Regions from separate parts of the Mus musculus genome. Here regions 1 and 2 are each linked to region 3. A link is a contact called in public Hi-C and promoter capture Hi-C data. All regions are on one chromosome and are shown on one strand. The core of a region is the stretch at or near the end of the contact, and the rest is flanking DNA. Distances in the headings are between cores, read along the strand shown. Region 1 overlaps Aopep (aminopeptidase O). Region 2 overlaps Ptch1 (patched 1). Region 3 overlaps Slc35d2 (solute carrier family 35, member D2).

Region 1 (4,785 bases), core at 785-3,284, 830 kb after region 3:
CACCCTCTTGCGCAGTGTTTTCCCTCGGGCCCCAATTAAGGCCCCTTTACCTCTAGCCACCTCACTGCTTCTCTTGTTTTGCTGTGGCAGTCAGTGGCTAAAGTCACCCATATGCCTAACCTGAGTATCCCTCCTGGGTTAAGTCACTGAACACAACTCCAGCTTAAAAGTCTGCGACTTGCTAACATGGGAGCCCAAGTGGATCTACACCTGCGCAGTGTTTTTCTTCCAAGCAGAAAGCTCACAACCCCACACGAACAGAATCGAAAGGATCACGGAAAGCTTTTGTTGTCACAAAATTGAGGCAATGGAAACATTTAGAGCTAAGCCCCCTGATTTAAGTTGGACAACTGAGATGGGAGGGAGGGCTGGAGGGGGAGTGCATATGCACTCAAACCTTTAGGGCTGTTTCCCAAGTTTATCTGGCTCTAATTAAAAGGCAGGAAAGAGTGAGGGTACACACCCCTCCAAGGAATCCATCCTCCTCCATTCAGTAGGGTACAGACACTCTCGTGCAAGAGCAGGCTTGTTCAGAGGCAGGCAGGACACAAGGCACAGCCATGCTGAACATTCCTTCCTAATGCGGGAAGAACTGTGCTAGTCTGGTCTTTGTAGAATGGACTGAGAGGAAGCACTCTGTTAGTAAACAACCTATCGCCACCTGGTTCTCCAATCCATGGGAAAATGTAGTCTCTAAACAATGAAGAAAGACAAATCTGTGACCTAATGCTGTTTTCAGCCACATTTAATAAAACTATCATTCATTCACAAGTAAATATTATATCACAAAAAAAGGATTAAAGACTTGAAAAGAGGATATGTTAAAGGAAAAATATTTTAATAGAGTGAACGTCTTTGTAAAATACATATTTGCTCCCTGTCGAGCCACCCTACAGCAGAAAAGAAATAATACACGATAAATGCTTGCAAAGTGACTGAACGATCTCAAGTACTTGCAAATGTGCTGGGAGGCAGTGCTGTGCCGCCAGTGGGCTGTCCTGGCAGCAGGCACAGGAGACATCCCACTTCCACTCACAGGGAAGTCAAATGAACTTTCACATAACTTTGGGTCCATCTGTGTGCTATCACGGAGGTACTGCAAGGGACACAGAGGGTGTCAGATGTACTATGGAGTCATCAAGAAAAAACAGCAGTGTCCCTGAGCATCCGGGCCCCAGGGAAGCCGGCGTGATATATTACAAGACCAGCCTGCTGTGAGACTGACACCCACCATTCAGTTGCAAAAGGAGAGAAAATTCTTTCTTTTCATAAACAATGATATATGTTATTATTTCCCGTAGAGAAGGCCTTGCAAAAATGCATCTGCCTTGGAAACGCAAGACAAAATAAGGCTATGAGCTGCCCAAATCAGATAGGTACTTAAAATCAACAGCACAGCCCTGTAAAACTTACTCAAATGAACACACGGAGCAGTATGTAACGGGAAGCAAATCAAGTGCAAGCGTTATTAACGACGGTGGAAATCTGTACTCTTGCCATTAACACTTAAGATTTCATAGTTGTTAATTTTGAAGAAATACACAAAGAAAAAAGTTAACTTCGTTTGCCCCCACCCTCACGACTTAGAAATTGAGGAAAGCGGCACAAGTCTGAAGTTTTAAAGTTTCTTGAAGAGAAAGTGTGAAATTTCTAACCCCCAGCCCTGACCCATGTAAAAGCAGCACAAAGAAAACCAACCCTGGGCTCTTGTAGGAGCCCGAGTGTCTTTACAGGAGTCAGGGGTGGGAGTGGGTGGGGGCAGGGATGGATGTCACTCTGAGCTCCCTCCCAGAGGACAATCCATCCACACAACTGCAGCCCCTGCTTTCTCTTCCATTAGCACAACACAATGCAGAAGAGCAGACTTACCTCCCGGATTAGGAATGCCACAGACAAGACAAGTCTCACCACGAAGCTTCCCCAGGCACAAACATCAGGACTGCAGCTGGCATGCCTTGAAGGCCAAGGGGAGCCCTTGAGCCCCTCCCTGGCCGCCCAGCTGGCGCACAGCAGTGGCTGTATGGGGAAGGAAGTCAGTGTGGCTCCAGACGGAGAGAGCCTGAGACTAATGCAGCCACAGACTGACAGTGGCGTGAGTTCTATTATTACCCCATTATCACTCTGGGATCTGAGCCTAAATGAAGCATGCTTCCTCCCTGGTGCCATTTCCTTTTATCCTGGCTGGAGACTAAAAGCGGATCAATGGGGCAATAATGTATGATGTCACTTCCATTATAGCAACAGCCTCCCCGCCTCTTTCAGTCTGTCTGAAACGCACAGAACGATCAATTCTTCCCAAAAATGGTTAAAAAATGCTTTGGGAGCATGCATCTTCCAGAAAAGCATTCTCTGCTATATTTGTCTATGTTACTTTGGCAGGAACTGTTTACACAGAACAAAACAGAAGAAATGAGGGAGGGAGAAAAATCTCAAATTCTCCTGTAGGCTGGAGACTTGTTGGCTGGAATTCAACCCAAACAGGGGCCAGGGGCCAGGGCAGAATGCCGCTGACCTCTGAGAGTCATGTGCAGAAGGTGAAGGGTGACCTCACGGATATAAAACACCTTTCATTGTATAAGGTACTCTGAATCTGGAAAATTCCTTGCTACCTTCTCCAGGAAGCACAACCACTACCCTGCAGGCCTGAAGGCCACCCACTCAGGTCCATGGCTGCCTGCCACAGGTAAAGGACACATGTGGACGGAAGGAAGACAGGCACCACTCTGAGACTTAAAATAAAACTCCATTGAGTGAATTTTCACTTATAAGATTCTTGCCGATAGCGTGAGATAAGGATACCATGGAGAGAAGTTCCCCAAACAAGAGCAGGAACTTCTATTTCCTCAGGATCCAGAGAGAAACAGAAACAGGAGCCAAAGGAAGCCATGGTCTTCTCTGCCTGTCAGGAAAGGGCTTCCTTTCCTGTTGGGATTCACACAACAGGCAGGGTAGGCGTATTAAGCCTGCTCTTCGTTCATGGGTAATGTCTGTGGGACCTCCGGACAGAACTAAAGTGCCTTCCACGCATTAGAAACTTAAAGAGAAACAGCTGCTGCTGCTGCTGCTGCTGCTGCTGCTGCTGCTGCTGCTGCTGCTGCTGCTGCTGCTGCTGGAGGCAGCAGAAAAATGGTTCTCCACATCGGTTTTTGTTTTAATCGAACTTTAAAGAACTGCCTAAACCTAAGACTAGCTAGAACACTGAATGTGAATCTTGTTTGCATTATTTTGAGGGTAAAAATGGAGGTTGCTAGCAAATGAAGGTTATCAAATAATGAAGAGTGAAAATATTTTCTTTTCAAATTATAGAACTCACCACCAGGCAGGCAACCCTCCTAGTAGTGTCAGTTTCTTTTGGCTACCAAGCATCTTCAGAGCTACACTCTGCAATGACCACTGCAGCAACAAATATTCACAGAATCCATGGCATTAGATGTTTGAGACACGTTACTAATAGCTTGAGATATGTGAACTTGTAAGTCATCGTTTGATCACAGCCCCTCCAAACTGCTACCACAGGATGAAAGAGCATGATAGCCGCCAAGAACAGGTGGGAGCTAAAGTAGGCTGTGGCACAGAGAATCACCATGCTTCCAAGTGGGAGCGTCAAATTGTAAAATGTGTTATTATTTGAACCTTTGTTAGAAGTATTACCCATGCTTCGAGCAATGTGACATCAAGCATATCCTGTGAACTGCAGGAAACCAGAGCATTGGGGCCAGCTGGGTCCTACCACCATGTGTCTACTACTATTTTATGCCACTGTGTATTTCAGAAACTAAATTAAGCTAAATGCTCAAATTAAAATTTTCCAAGGACTTTACAAGAAACATTTGAAGTTTTCTCATCTGCCTGCCTAGAATCTACCAGGTCCACAGTGATGGGACAGAGGGGTACACTCCCACTACTTCACTCTTCTGGGAAGAACCGATTCAAACAAGAAGTCCCAGAGCGCTACAGGCTATCTTCCGTCCTGCTGAAGGTCCCGAAGCACAGCACTTTTATGTATCAAAGAGCACTTTCAACTTCTTGTGTTCAGAATTTGATAAACTTTGAACTTCTAATTCATAAGCAGTGATATCTTAATTCTAAATTCTTGTTATCTACCAATTCATCTCAATGTAAATTCCAGGACGGGAATAAATGCGTTTCTGTTATCAAACCTTTCAGCTAGTTCTGAGTTAAAACACAGTGTTGTAGCCACAGAGTGGATAGTATAGCTATTACAGAGAAGGGGTGAGAGCTGTTATCAGAGTAGAGAAAGTCCAGCATAAAATGTAGAACATTTGGGTAAAATACTTCTTTCTTCTTTTTGAGACAGGTTCTCATGCAGCCAAGGCTAGCTTGAAGCTGCCCGTGTAACAAAGGTAGGGAACAGTGACTTCTGATGCCCCTACTTTCACTTCTGGGGTTCTGAAATGATAAGCATGTGCCACCATGCAAGGAGTGTGCTGGCTCAGGTGTGTGTGTGTGTGTGCATTTGTGTGTGTGTGCATGTGTTCATGTATGTGTATGTGTGTGTGCCCATTCCGTGTACACGCATACATGCTAGGCAAGTATTCTACCAAGTCGCATTTCCATGACAAGTAAATAAATTTCTAAAGACCTAGAAGGAAGTTACAGTCAGTTTTGAGTGATCCACACACCCTTTCCTTTTTTACTTCCTACACCTCAGTCTGAAATATTTTCTTACTCCTGATGAATGACTGAAGGAATATAGTAGACCTTATGTAGTTCGGGCTGCATCTGTGAATGAAGTGCTGAGAAGGCAACCAGCAGCTTCTAAAA
Region 2 (4,422 bases), core at 374-2,873, 540 kb after region 3:
TTAGCCTCTCTCCCCAGCACCCCAAGTCTCATTCAGGACTGGCGCTCAGGCCACGCGTGGGGGCGCCCCCTGGTCCCTAGAGTACAGTTCCCACGCTGCAGTCTCACTGATTTACAACCAAGGCCCCCACGCCCCCAGGGCTTCCTCTGGATGGTCCTGGTTCCAGTCCGAGGGAGAGGCATTGCGCCGCGGGCGCCCACGCCCCACACTGCTGTCCAGAGGGGATCCCCGGGCGGGTGTGCGGGGGACAGCGATTCCCCGGCGTTCACTCCTCCCTTCTGCTTCGTCCCCAGGGGAAGGCTACTGGCCGGAAAGCGCCGCTGTGGCTGAGAGCGAAGTTTCAGAGACTCTTATTTAAACTGGGTTGTTACATTCAAAAGAACTGCGGCAAGTTTTTGGTTGTGGGTCTCCTCATATTTGGGGCCTTCGCTGTGGGATTAAAGGCAGCTAATCTCGAGACCAACGTGGAGGAGCTGTGGGTGGAAGGTAAGCGATCAGGCGCCGCTAGCGCGTCCTTCGTCTTCCTTCCCTTTACTGTGTTTGATGAAGATATTTGCCAGCATGCACCTAGAGCCTCCTTGTAGCCAACGAGAAGCCCTTGCCCGCACCAGGGGCGACTGTTTATTGTTTGCATGGCTGGCCAGTAGCCAGGCCCGCCCGACAAAGGCCGCGCTGTAATCTACTCGGGGCGCTGCGCTTTGCTAGGTGTGGTGGGAGAGAGTGGCGGGGGCGCAGAGGCCCTGCGCGGGACGGACCACTCCGCAGAGCCGTGGGGGTGGTCCCCGAAGCTCGCCACAGCTGCCTGCCTGGCTTTGGCCCGGGAGCCGCGGCCCGGGAAAGGCCTCTCTGATCCGGGAGCCTGAGCTCGGCTTCTTTACCCCCACCCCCCACCCACCCACTGTGTCTGCGGTGAAAGGAGAGGGGGGTGGAGGGCAAGGCCACCCCTCTGGCTGCAGGGAGTGTGCGCGCCCCCGGGGCGCGCAGGGGGCGGGCGCCTCGCGGGCCTGCGGAGGCGGCCGCGTGTGTGGTCCTGTTTTTGGACTGCTTTCAACTCTGGGGGAAAAAAACATTTGTCTCAAGGTACCAAAGGGGGGTGGGGGGAGTTGAAAAAAATAGTAAAGCACAAACTGGAACGCATGTTTGCAAAGTAGATTAATGTTTTCTCGCGGGTGGGGGGGCTTTTTAAATGGAATTATTCTTGGGGGTGGTTGCATTTGTTAAGCTTGCAAGTGTGTGTGTATTTTAAAAGAAAGCAAGTTTGATGGGAGGGGCCACGGGAGCTTCCCTCGGTGTGTGTGTGTGTGTGTGTGTGTGTGTGTGTGTGTGTCTTTTATCCAAGTGCCTCGATTTGGAAGGGGAGGGGTTGGGGACCTGCTTTATAAAAGGACTTGTAAATTGAAAATAGGTTTTCCATTTTTCCCCACCCCACCACCGTGGAATCTTTTTGCTCTTTGTGATTTTAGGCTTTCTTTTTTCCTTCGTTCTTTGTTAGTGTCTCAGTTATCTCTTTGAAAAGTACCAACCCCTTGTTTGAAAACATTTTAGCTTCTGGCAAACACTGCTTTGAGCATCAGAGTAGTTGGGCAGATGTTTCAACCCCAAATATTTGGTACATGCCTACTGCAAGCCACCCAGGACAGAATTTTGAAACCAGGGTTAATGAGTAATTTCTTAGGTCACCAGTTTCAGGATGCTCTTGGAAACTAACCTTCCAGAATATTCTGTTACCTTAGCTTTCACTATTTTTGCAAAACTAGTGGTGGAGTATTTAGTTGGAAAGTAACAAAATAATAATCCTAATCTTTAAGAGCAGAGCACATTCCTGCCTTGAGTAGCTTGGTTAATGAATACAAGTGTCTTTTGGATTGATTCCATTAGGTAATTTACCCCACTTTGCTTCCTTGTCATTGGTAGTTCAGAGAATAGTTTTATTGAGCACTGACTATGTCCCTGGCAACAAATTTCCTTAGTATCTCTAGTGTTCCTGACCCTGTGCTAGGCACTGTGATGGAGACATTGCACAGTGCCCTGTGCTTCAGACTACAGGAATTCAATGCATTTTCACTGAGTATAGGCTCCCACTTGAACTGTTTCATGAAAGTTAAATTAGGAGAAAAAAAGGCCTTAGTAGATGTCTTGAGGTAGGCAGGGGTACTGGAGAGACAGGAAGCAAGAGAGTATTGGCGGGAACAGGCCACCCCCTGCAAGGTCCTGGAAAGTTAAGTTAACCAGCAGAACGTAAGGTCCTAGGCACAGAAACTGACCAGCAAGACTATAGAGCAGAAGTTAAGCTAATGGCTCCACAGTTGGCTTTTTCCAGGCTGATGAGCACCATGGCCTTGCAACAGTTTGGTTTTTAGTAGTTGGAGATGCTGTTTCCATAAGTTTTAACAAGCTTACAGAGGTAGTAGAGTTTTCTTAACATTGTTTCAAGAATGATGAAAGACTTAGGTAGAGCGACTCCACCTGTCTAAGTGGAAGATGTTCAGTAAGGAGGACACACCTGAGGCAGACACCCACCCCTACCCACTTCCCCCCTCCTGCTTTTGGTATCTTGATAGTTTGTTTGTTTTCTGCTAATACAGCTATGGAACCTAGGGCACCACCATGTTAGGCAAATCCTCCTTCTCTGAGCTACACCCCAACTCTGGCTAGGCTTAGAGGCCTTAGCTCCTTTCTGCATTGCCATTTTAGTATGGCTCATTGGTTCTTGGGCCTAACACTTTACCTTACAAGTCAATAAAATATCCGTGACTTTAATTTTAGGACATGATGGTATATGAATGTAATATTTCATATAATAGGTGTCTCTCTGTTCAAATGAGAATCATATGATAACTAGGAGTGTGGTCTGCAGGTCCCTTCATGTTCATTTTGCTTTCCATTGATTTAGGTCATTTAGTCTGACACTGCCTTGGCCTCATTCATTCATTCATTCATTCATTCAACTCTTGCCTTCGCAAGAAGCATGTTTCATAAATGTAGTTAAGCGCATCGAGGAGAGCATTTGATATGGTATCAAATTTAGTGTTCAGCAGTCAGAACACCGCGAGTCCCTGCTTTGAGGAATACATGTCTGATGGTTGTGGTGGTCATTGAATTCAAATGAGCAGCAGGCCCTAGCTTAGGTTCCTGCTTCCTCTTTGCTTCAGTCTCTTAGATAATTTCTTCGTCACTGTCATCTGTTACAGGATGCTCTCTTCAGATTCAGGGTGTGATTCCAGGAGCACACACAGACCAGGCAAGGGGAGTCTTACATGTCCCCAGCTAAGCAACAGAAGAAAGGAAAGACTTCCGGTTTAAGGGAAAAGGGAAGCTGGGAAACCGAGGGACGGTTTGGAAAGTTTGATATTCCTCCTGTCAGTCATTAAAAAAAAAAACAAAAAAACAACCTGTGATGAGTTGCCTCTGTGCTTGTGTGTATATGTCTGCACACAAGCTTACTGGGTGTGTTTTATCTTCCAAAATATTTTTAATATAGCCAGGAAAATTAAGGAACATCCTGACGTCCATATCCTGGCCTTGCCTTTCCACAGTTTAACATCCTGAAGAAATGTAGCTTATGAATCATCCATTCACCACAGAATCAAGAATCCATTTCCCTTGCTCCCCTCGTCACAAACACACACCATACATGCATGCCTAAGTGATAACTTTTTTGATCTGTTAAGATGTTGGTATAACGATTGCCTTTCAAGAAACTGACCATTATATGTGAAGTACCGCCACCCTGAGTCTTAGGATGTTTTGTTTTGTTTTGTTTTGCACGATATAGATGTCAACAGAAGTTTACTTGTGAAGGGACAAAAAAAGTTTTGATAAAGACCCTGCTGTAGTTGGGCACCTACTGTCAACAAAAACCCATGATGGCACCAGAAACATAGAAACATGAGTGGTTGTTTCCAAGTGGAAGTATTTGGTCAGTGTGGGTTCTCTGTGCCCAGTCTGCACTAGGCACTGCCCAAACTCCTGAGAAATGTTGATGACGGTCGGTCTGTAGACAAGTCTGTAGGTAGTTAGTTGCCAGGATGTTGGGGAAATCAGTGAAAGCTTCCAGGATGGCCCCAGGCTTGAGAAGGTGGAGGTGAGGGACATTCTAGGCAGAAAAAGGAGGGTGGGTGAAGGCTCAATAGATAATTTGTGGGTGGCCTTCAGTGTTCGCTTTCCAGAGATAGGGTGAATGAAGTGAGGGGCAGGCATCTGGTAGCTCGGAATGTCTCCAGGGATGGGTCCATGGAGAGTGGCTGGGGCCTGCAGGCGATTTCAAGATGCTGTCCTGGGTCTGTGGTTCTGGTACCCTTCCTGATACTGGAAGTGCTTGCATTTGCGTCTCAGGGAACGGATTTATTTATTTACTTTTTTTTAACCTTGCCCATTTTTTTCAGTGGTGTTTCTTTTGGCAGATCTGTCCTTCTGGTCCCC
Region 3 (4,587 bases), core at 1,448-3,947:
GGGAGGAACTGGAGGAGTTACTGCTAGTGGGAGAATAATTTGCCTAAGAAAAGATGATACTAGCACTGCACACAGATCTGACCAGACCACAAGCAAGTTCCGAGGTCAGCTTGAGAATGTCTTTATAACTCTCCTCTTCCTGTTCTCCCTGCCAGCTCTGACCTCACATTCAACTTGGAAGGCTACATTTTTGTATTCTTGAATGATATCTTCACCGCGGCAAATGGAGTTTATACCAAACAGAAAATGGACCCGAAGGTACCGGACCTTCCCTCCTGCAGCTTTACCCCCGTGCCATCTGGCTCCTGGAATGACATGAAAAAGGACAGTGAGCGTGTTCAGTTGGCGTGTAACTCGATGCACGTCCTGTGATCTAGAAACTACTGATTTCTTCTTAATTATCTTATTTGCATGAGACCTTGTTATTCTTGCTATTGCAAGAAAAAATGTCACTATTTTAGATGTTCAATCAGTATGTATATATATGTGTGTGTGTGTTTGCTTTTCAAAATGTACATGAATATATATGTGCATATGTATTTGTGAATATATGTGTATGTACATATGTATATTTATATACATTTTGAAAAGCAAATCCATTGTTTTAAAGCAGCATCATTAATGACCGTGACAGATTCAGAAGGAGGTGGGACAGTGCCTGTAGATTTCCAGCTGTGAGCTTCGGAAACTCACAGGCCATTACGCCTTTAGACTTTCATTTCTCCAAATGTGTTTCCTCATGAAGTGAGGTGTCTGGCGGTCATTTGTCATGTCCTCCAGTACGAACCACCTCTTCAGATCGCAAGCTGTCGGGGCTGCCTGTCGTGCTGCCCCAGACCTCACCCAGCCCCAGCTGTGACCGGAAGCTGTCTGGGGTGAGCCAGCATATGGGTTTTTGTTCTGGGCTCTTTGTGCTTTGTGAGGGAGCTCTCATTGACTGATGGGTGCTTTTCTGTGAGCTATTTTTAAAATCTGTATGCCCATTTGTTTCTTTGAATGGTGACAGTTTTACAAAAACAGGTCCATTGCCTTCCTGAAAATACAATATGTCACCCCCCCCTTTTTTAAAGGAGAAGTGGGTGGTCACTTTAGTAAAAGCAAACATGATAGGTTCCTATTCTTTAACGGATGGAGCAGATGTTTTAAAAGAATTAGTTAACATTTTAAATTTCCATTATCTCATTTCAGATTTGCTACTTTGAATAACGTGCTTAATAGTGGAGTGTTAGAGATGGGTAGGGCCTCAAGCCTTCTGTTTTCATCCATTGTACATGTGCTTGTTGGTGTTGAACAAATATTTATTCCAAAGTTACAACACAGTGCAATGGTCCATTTTACAACAGACATGGGCCAAAAGTCTTACAGTACATTGCCAGCCTTTTAAACATTCTAATTGTGCATAAATAGACAAATCAGCCCAGAAGACACGATACCTTAGAGCTCTAGAGTTGAATGCAATCTTCTTATTTTCACAGGAGCTGGGGAAATATGGAGTGCTTTTCTATAATGCCTGCTTCATGCTCATCCCAACTGTCATTATTAGCGTCTCTACTGGAGACTTTCAGCAGGTAAATATGGCCCGTGTTATAAACATGGTTAAGGTAGGTGAGGCCGAGCTAGGTGTGCTAGGGTGAGTGTGTTCAGTGTGTCATTGACTTTGTTGTATTTTTTTACTTTGTGGGTAAATTGAGAGTTAGACTCTTTGTTAGTGGAGAAGTAATTTATTAAATTCTCATATTCTAGGAGAACTTTGCCTCCTGATGTGGTGCTAGTTCACCCACTGCTTGCCCTCTCTGGCCTCTTCAGTTTAGACTCTAGAGATTTAGGCAGAAGCTCTCTGAATTGAGCGATTACCAGGCACTGAAATTGCAGATGGACTGGAGAGCTTTGTAGAATTATTATTTAGAAATATATATATATAACTAGAATAATACACTGAAAGATCTAAGAGCAATATCCAGGGCTGGGGATGTAGCTCAGTGGTAGAACACTGGCTGGCATGCACAGGACTGTGGGTTTGATCCTCAGTGCCACAAAGGGGAGTGGGGGGATCAAAGGACTTTTTTTATTCCTCTAAAATGATAAAATACAAAAGCTATAATGTTTAGAATACAATTCATTTGGGCTGGAGAGATGGCACTTGCTGCCAAGCCTGATAACCTGAGTTCCATCGCCAGGAGCCATATTACATATCGAGAGAGCTGATTCTGGCAGACTGTCTGTGAGTACCGTGTGTGTGCTGTGTCTAAACCACATACCTACACCACACGCACGCACAAATGTAATAGAAAACCTAAAGATAAAATATGAGTATACCTTTACTAAAGTATTAGATGGCAAGAGATGACCAGAGATGTAGATATACACTGTAATTAGTAATGAAAATGAGGGAGAGTCCCTAGCAGGTAAATGTGATCTGTTTTCACTCGGCAACTATCTGAAATGTTCACTGAATTACTCCAAGATCTTTTAGCTGGTTGCATGACTGAGTCCATTTTAGATTATGAACTAAATATGATAAAGAGGGGAGTTCATGTACACTGAACTAAATACACTGGAAGCTGACGGATAACACGGAGTGAAATATTCTCTCTCTGTCATTGGAGGAAGAATGAATGAGTCAACAGGGAGAGATGGAAAGGCCAAAGTTTTTGGTGACTCACTACTCTGGGAAGTGAGTCCTGGACTTTGGACTTACAGTCGGTGGATTATTAACTGTGGGAAATGAAGTCAGAGATAGCAGCCCTTCTGTTAACAAACCCCAGGTCCTTGGGAGATGCTCATTTGACCTTCCCTCTAGGAGGCCAAAATACATGTAGTGTGTTGCAACTGAGGGAGAGGGATTTTAAAATATTGATTTTTTTTCTGATTGACCCCCCCAAAGTGCAAAAGATTCATAATCTAGCATGCTTTGTATATTCTGTTTCTTCAAATGTTACCAGTATAGATTCATTCTTAAAGATAGAAAACTAGTGTTTATTAAAGTGTGCACTGGTGAAGAACATATGTATTTTAAGAAATATTACTAAATAACCCTCTCTGGGTTTATGTTGTCCAGAGTAAATAATTTTTATTGATTGTTTATATAAATACTTCTAGCTCTTGGTTTTTAACTTATTACAATTTGGTTATTTAATTATGTGTGTGTGTGTGTGTGTGTGTGTGTGTGTGTGTGTGTGTGTGTGTGTGTGTGTGTGTATAAGGATGTTGCCTTAGTTAGTGACCAAGGCAACTCTTATAAGGACAACATTTAATTGGGGCTGGCTTACAGGTTCAGAGGTTCGGTCCATTATCATCCAGGCAGGAACATGGCAGCATCCAGGCAGAAATGGTGCAGGAGGAGCTGAAAGTTCTACATCTTCATCAGAAGGCTGCCAGCAGAAGACTGGCTTCCAGGCAGCTAGGATAAGGTTCTTATACACTTATGGTGACACACCTACTCCAACAAGGCCACACCTCCAAATAGTGCCACTTCCTAGGCCAAGCATGTACAAGCCATCACAGATGTACTCATGACACGCTGCACATAGGGAATCAGAAGGCTACTCAATAAGTAACAGCAAAACCTTTTTATGATGGAAACTTTCAAACGTAAAGGTTTGGAAAGTAGTACAATAAGCCCCTGTTTAACTAGTTATTGATATTTAATGCATTGTCTCTTTGATAGAACTGTGTAATTATTGTCAATGCATCAATGGCACAAAAGGTGGTAAGGTTGTGCTAACTGGATTTAAGCTGAACTGTCACTAACCGCACGATGGATCTTTTCTTTGTCATCACAGGCCACTGAATTCAGACACTGGAAGAATGTCTTATTTATCATACAGTTTCTCCTTTCCTGTCTTTTGGGGTAAGAAACTGTATGTAAGTGGAGAAGTCGGTTGATGGTATTTCTTGACAAGTCAGATCTAATTTGTCTGCCTGTCTCTTCTGCCAGAATCCTCTTTCTTGTGTTTCTCTTGACTTTATCTGGGCAGGGCACCCCTCCCCTGTACTCCCAACACACACACAAGCCCTGCATTTGCAGGCTCTGTTGGTGCTGGAAGTACCGACTTTATATCCTGGTGGGTCCAAACACTTCAGTATCACAGCTATTTACAGAGGTCAGAGAGAGTGCTGGGTCCCCTGGAACTGGAGTTACAAGGTGGTACAGTCATCATGAGGGCAGTAAGAACCCAATCCAGGTCCTCTGCAAGAGCAGCAGGCGCTCTTAACACACTGAGCTGTGTCTCTGGTCTCTGTTACCCCTCCCTTTAGCTTTATTGGATTTAATAGTTATTCTGGTGATGGAGTTCTTAATTTAATTTATTATTACTCTCTCTCTCTCTCTCCCTCTCTGTGTGTGTGTGTGTGTGTGTGTGTGTGTATGTATCTGTCTGTCTACCCATGTGCCACAGCACACGTGTGGAGGTTCAATCTTGGATTTGACACTTAACTAGCTCTGGGTCTGTGGACAAGCTGCTTAGCCTCTCCGAGCCTCATGCTGCTTTATCTTTGAAATGGGAATGTTGAGCTCAAGAATCACATTCATGGGGCTGGGATATGCAAGCTGGAGGATTTAATTGTAAAGTGGACTTGGGACATACT

The links. Promoter capture Hi-C pulls out the DNA fragments that hold promoters and counts their contacts. A called contact is a pair of places that touch in the nucleus more often than the background predicts.
Region 1: a promoter capture Hi-C map of liver shows a contact between it and region 3, with 4 times the contacts expected there. The contact joins two enhancer-like sites. A contact is called at or near these places in 1 of 39 promoter capture datasets (liver) and 1 of 115 datasets of contacts at active chromatin or transcription factors (embryonic stem cells).
Region 2: a Hi-C map of liver shows a contact between it and region 3, with 3 times the contacts expected there. The contact joins two enhancer-like sites. A contact is called at or near these places in 1 of 39 promoter capture datasets (the C10 cell line), 10 of 484 Hi-C or Micro-C datasets (Sertoli cells, adipose-derived mesenchymal stem cells, cortical neurons and 6 more), 18 of 115 datasets of contacts at active chromatin or transcription factors (the 230-238 cell line, astrocytes, bone marrow-derived macrophages and 9 more) and 3 of 9 other capture datasets (embryonic stem cells, liver and pancreatic islet).

Annotation. Positions count from the first base shown.
Region 1 is chr13:63,276,275-63,281,059 of GRCm38.p6, reverse strand. The region is part of intron 13 of Aopep (aminopeptidase O); the gene reads right to left. Among named protein-coding and RNA genes, the nearest start is that of Gm16907, 18 kb to the left of the region's middle. Within about 2 kb of position 2,034, at least 194 of the 459 cell types and tissues checked have an H3K27ac peak or open chromatin away from gene starts, as enhancers often do. A contact at or near this core is called in liver, where this site is marked.
Region 2 is chr13:63,559,687-63,564,108 of GRCm38.p6, reverse strand. Ptch1 (patched 1) reads left to right here. Exons shown (of 24, transcript NM_008957.3): 2 at 294-486. Among named protein-coding and RNA genes, the nearest start is that of Ptch1, 3.8 kb to the left of the region's middle. RefSeq lists an enhancer at 898-1,266. Within about 2 kb of position 1,623, at least 20 of the 459 cell types and tissues checked have an H3K27ac peak or open chromatin away from gene starts, as enhancers often do. A contact at or near this core is called in liver, where this site is marked.
Region 3 is chr13:64,103,996-64,108,582 of GRCm38.p6, reverse strand. Slc35d2 (solute carrier family 35, member D2) reads left to right here. Exons shown (of 12, transcript NM_001001321.3): 7 at 156-258; 8 at 1,476-1,568; 9 at 3,783-3,850. Among named protein-coding and RNA genes, the nearest start is that of Hsd17b3, 17 kb to the right of the region's middle. Within about 2 kb of position 2,697, at least 28 of the 459 cell types and tissues checked have an H3K27ac peak or open chromatin away from gene starts, as enhancers often do. A contact at or near this core is called in liver, where this site is marked.